Regions from separate parts of the Gossypium arboreum genome. Here region 2 is linked to region 1. The links are chromatin contacts, called in public Hi-C maps. All regions are on one chromosome and are shown on one strand. Each heading gives the region's core, a stretch centred on a gene start, on an enhancer-like site or on the middle of the called end of the contact. The rest is flanking DNA. Distances are from core to core; before and after follow the strand shown.

What was found. A called contact is a pair of places that touch in the nucleus more often than the background predicts.
Region 2: a contact with region 1 is called in a Hi-C map of leaf, with 2.9 times the contacts expected there. The contact joins the promoter of LOC108465090 here to the promoter of LOC108465374 in region 1. A contact is called at or near these places in 2 of 5 Hi-C or Micro-C datasets (both in leaf).

Annotation. Positions count from the first base shown.
Region 1 is chr6:78,439,843-78,442,582 of ASM2569848v2, reverse strand. LOC108465374 reads right to left here and starts at 1,374. Exons shown (of 11, transcript XM_017765708.2): 1 at 1,017-1,374; 2 at 127-252. The coding sequence starts at 1,127.
Region 2 is chr6:78,896,124-78,898,863 of ASM2569848v2, reverse strand. LOC108465090 (transcription termination factor MTERF6, chloroplastic/mitochondrial) reads left to right here and starts at 1,318. Exons shown (of 8, transcript XM_053030197.1): 1 at 1,318-1,479; 2 at 2,189-2,740. The coding sequence starts at 2,224.

The DNA.
Region 1 (2,740 bases), core at 125-2,624:
TAGGAATCACTGGAAAGGCCAACACTAGTGACCAGCGAACTAATTTTCTTTTATACTGTAATGAACACAAAATCAAACGCCAATTCATTAACAACAAAGAAAAAATGCACAAAGATTTAAGGATATATCAGCTTGAGCTGATGCAGCTGCCAACTGTTCAGGATTTGTCTCAACTCGGTCCTTCCGCCGATCAGATCGTGATTGTGGTGACGCTCCCCATATCAATGCAGTGACATTTCCATCTTTTGAGTACTGGAATTTGCAAGAGGTGAACAAAGGAACATAAACTGAATCATAAAATCCAGAAAATAGAATGACAAAAGTGCAAGACAAACCAATCATATTACAGAGCAATACTCTTTGTCGTATGAAACCAAAGTTTAAAAAGATCAGACTTATCATCAGTTATGTTACGTATAAAGAGGTTCAAGTTCCTAGGACCGTGTTTCAGTAAAAATGGCTTATTGAATGCAACAATCCACAAAGTCAAAATGAACCAAAGGTAGATACACTTCCAACATTGCTTTTTAGAAATACATAACAAGAACTACATCTGCTAATGTATAAAATTAATGCAATAAAGGGGATTTCCACATCAAAATCAGGAAAGAGTAAGGTGTGAATTTCTTCAGTTTATTTGCATTATCCAAACTGAACAAGAAATTGGTAAAACTCAGTCCCTTAAACAAAAAAAAAATTTAAGATATATAATCTACTGCTTACTATAAGCACACACATTCAGAAGGAAAAAATCAAAGACTAAAACTTGACTTCAACAATAACCCAAAGCATATAAATAAAACTTGGAAAAATTAGATCAATTTTTTACTTAAAATACAAGAACCCATTTCAGCTAAAAATTAAAACGAAAAACCCAAAGAATTTTGACATTAGTCCCCCTTTTAACATCAGGCGCCATATAAATTACATTAAAAATTTTTGAAAAGAAAAAAAGATTGATTTTGAGACAAGGATTTTATGCAAACATATATAGGAGGAGGGAAAAAAAGACAAACCTCAATATCACCGAGAAGAAGACCCATGATCTCTTCAGTTTCAGTGGACAATGCATGTGTAAGACAAGTTAACCAAACATCCTCAGACATTTTCACACATGTTAAAGACATTCTCTAAATTAATAATTTTTCTTTTCTTCAAACAACTTTCTTTCTTTCTTTCTCTGTTCTTGTCTTTTTAAGATTCAAGATCTTTAGAGAAGGGTTTCTTTTCTTTTGGGGTGGGCGATAGATCTTGATGGACAGGAATGTACGAACAGAGGGATACGCCACAATCAATTCTAATTTATTTTTTTGTAACCATAAAATCTAGACCGTTTATTTCTGATACATCAACAGAAAAATCCATTTCCTACCACCCACCATTGTTTTCTCAACTATTTTGTTCACTTTTGATTATGCTATTTACATTTTTTTACATTATTTACAAAATTAATTTATAACTTATTTTCTCTTGATGGCTTTGATTATTTTTATTCATAATCCATTTAGTATAACACTAAATTTTGTACCTTCAAAAAAAAAAACTAGATTTTAGATGATTGAGAGGACTAATTTATCAATAAATGGCAAATAAAAATAATAGATTTTAATAAAAATTATAAAAATAGGCCATTTTTTAGATAGTGCTTCTAACTGGAAGTATTTTCAGCGTGTTGCCTAGAAAACAATTCCAACTAGAAGTACTTTTCCCCTAACAGTAAAAAATAATGGCTATTTTTCCAATGACTATTTAATTAGCCGTTGGACACCTACCCAAACGGTCAAATTTATTTTCTTATAAACCTAGCATTCTATTTTTTTCCAATTCAATCTCAACTCTCTCTCAGATTCTCAATTGTCTCTCAAATTCCTCTCAATACCCATTTAAATTCACTATTTTTTTTTTGCTCTCTCAATTTTATTTCTTTTTTATTTAAGTTATCTTAACATTTTCTTAAATTATTTTTCTAACACAAATTTTTGGGTTTTTTTTAAAATTATCAATGGCAAATTCAAATTCTCTAATCCGTCATTATAATAACCACATTTTTGTCAATCAATTGCATATGGTAAGAATATTTCTTATTATATTTTAATGTTGTATAATTTTTATATTTTTATTATATTTTAATTTAATATTTTGTATTTTTTTTCTTGAATAGGCGGAAGATCGAATTTTGCAATCCAACATTCGTAATCTACCCGCTCCTCCATCACCTTTAAGAGAAGTAAGTTTTTCGCACGTGGCCCTTGTAGGTAGGGATGTAAGTTAGACCGAAACTCGTAAGCGCGTTGGAGGAAAGGTGGAGACGCACACTTTCTATGTTTCATGCGGCGAGTGTACCATCACTCTAAAAGATATGCAGTTACAGCTCGAGTTACCAGTGGATGGGTCCGTATTGACTGAGACTGTTCATACCGATTGGAAAGCGGTATGCGACAAACTTTTGGGGTTGGTTCTGGAAACACTTTTTGAAGGTTGGATAGAAATGACTTAGTTAAGAAGAAATTTTGATGAGCTCGATGAGGATTCGACTGAAGTCAAAAGAGAACAACATGCTCGGGCTTACATCCTTATGATTATCGAGGGTATCCTAATGCCAGATACATCACAAAATCTCGTCTATTTAAGGTGGTTGCTGAAACTCGTCAACTTTAAAGAAGCAGGTGAACTCAATTAGGGGTTCGTCGTGTTGGCAACCTTGTACTGGAGATGTGTTAGGCAACACAACCATGAAAAA
Region 2 (2,740 bases), core at 69-2,568, 460 kb before region 1:
AAGACCACTCAAATTATTTTGTGACAATAAATCAGCAGTGCTGTATTCCAATAACAATAGGAGTTCATCTAAGTCAAAGCATATTGACATAAAGTTCCTAGTTGTAAAAGAAAGAGTGCAAAATGGTCAAATATCCATAGAGCACATTGGGACAAACTCCATGATAGCGGATCCGCTCACAAAATGTTTACCACCTAAGGTCTTTCATGAGCACACTGCTCACATGGGTGTTACATTGTTTGAGGATATCATGATTTAAAGAGAGTTTATATTTTAGACATTTATGTATTTGGTTATTTTCTGATTAGAAATGAAGTATTAAGTTTATTGACTCTGTTTATTATTTTGAAATTGACCTCACTTAAGTTTAAAGAGGACCAGTTGGAAATAGACATGTTTAGATAATATTGCATGTAATTTCCATGCTACACATCCATACTTGATCTATGTCATTTGGTTGTGTTAATATACGTGATCATGGACGGATTTAGTTACGATATTTGTAACGAAAGTCACCTTGGTACTATGTTAACATAATTAATGGACGAGATTGTTTGAAATGCCTTTTAGATATGATAGTAAAATTTTGAGCTCATAAGGTTATATAATGACATGTAATTATAAAGTAATTAGTATATATATGTGGTCCAAGTGGGAGATTGTTAGAAAATTTGGACATCAGATATATAATAAGTATAATTACATGTTATTATTTACTATCATGATAGGTTAGCCCAAATTAAAAGTGGTCTAATTTGGTTAGAATTTTATTGGGCTTTTAATTATTAAATAAAGTATGGGTCAAAATTTGGACATCGATATATAATAAGGATAATTACATGTTATTATTTACTATCATGATAGGTTAGCCCAAATTAAAAGTAGTCTAATTTGGTTAGAATTTTATTGGGCTTTTAATTATTAAATAAAATATGGGTCAAATATGTGTAGATACTCTTCTAATCAAATTCTAATTAATGATGGGCTAATTAGAATTTGATTAGAACAAATATACCAAGGTTATAAATATTAGGGTTATAGTCCCAAAATTACACATAATATATCTTTTCTAATATCCCATCATTAGGAAGGAGAGAGCAGATATTTCTAAATTTCTTGTGTGCTAATTTGGAAGATCAAATCTCCTAGATCCAAAAAGTTTCAAGAAATCTATGGATTCAAGTACGCTTCCGCATCTAGTTTTGTTCTTGATTTATTCTTGATGATTTGACATAACAAATTCTAATTTATTAAATTTGTATTTTAGATTTATTTTATAAATCTAACACTCCCTACTAAAGAAAGTTGATTAGCCCAAGATGCCAAACACTTCTTCACCTTATCCAAAAGATGCGCATAAGTATACTTGGTGACACGACCAAAATGCAACGGGACACTAAGATAACGCCCAAGATCAATGCAATGAGACAATTGAGAGCAGCTAGCAATATCCTGAACCAGCGTAACAGGAACATTCGTGTATGTGTAATTAAAAGCCATTTCCTTTTTCTTCTTTTTTCACGTGGAATGAGGTAATAGAAATATCATAAGTCTTCCGTGATTATGTAGTTTCTAGTGCCTGAAAGTATGCATTTAAGAAAGATAAATCAAAATAGGATGTTTTTGTTGCCAAATGCCAAGAGAGTATATAACTTTTGGTGTAGCAAAAGTTGTTTCTGGATTAAATTTTTTTTATTTTACATAAAAGTTTTTTAAAAAATAATTACCTTTTCTTTTACTAGTTAATGTGATTTTAAATTTGATGGGTTGTTTTCAACTTTAATGATTTCGCTTTCAAAGTTGATGATGTGGTTTAAATATATAAAAAATATTTACATTTAAAAGATATTTTTATAAGAATATTTTTTGAAAAATATTACCTCTTCCAGGTTTCCGCTTCATTTTCCGTGTACTGCTCTATGTATTTTCCGTTAGTTTTATTCAAAGAATAATAAAAATAAAATATAGCCTTATCAGTTGTAGGTCTTAAGTTGTGCTTCTGGGAACACTAATAAATACTTTAGGCAAATAGCAACTTGTTTATAGCAAATCTGGGAAACCTTTATTATTTATTTATTTATTTTTGTGACTGTTGATTACTTGATTTTCGTGTGGTCTTCTTTTTAATGTAAAATACTGGATACGTTTCAGCTTTGTTTGTTCAGTGTGAATTTTTGCCATATGCTAGGGTTTCTCTGGGGGTGTTAAAGAAAGTTTCCCCGAATGTCCACCAAATCCTTCTCAATTCACTGGAATTTAAAATCCCAGTTTCCAAACACCTGTTTTCTCCCTTTTGCTCGCCGGTGCTCTTTGAATGCTTTCCCCTTGTCATTCTTTCACTGCCCAAGAATCCATTCTCCGAAGCCATACCTTCCTCAACCTCCCTTGGTCCAATCCAATCCCTTTAACCAGACTCCACATGATCTAACACAAGCCCGAGAATCCATTTCTGAGTACCTCCAAGAACTGGGGCTTTCTTTGGAGGATTCCATTTCTATATCTTCTAATTCCCCGAAATACATGCAAATGCTGGTGGATGCTGTCAAGGAACTGGAGGAATGGAATGCTTGGAATAATAGTAACGGTGAAGGGGATAGTTTGGGGTTTAAGGAAATGATCATTTTTATGGCGAAGGAGAAGGGTGATAATGGAAAAGTTGCCTTTTTGGAGAGTGTGGGTTTGCCTCTCTCTTCTGCCATGAGCGTTGCTCGTTATTTGTCCTCAGAATCACTTCCCAGTA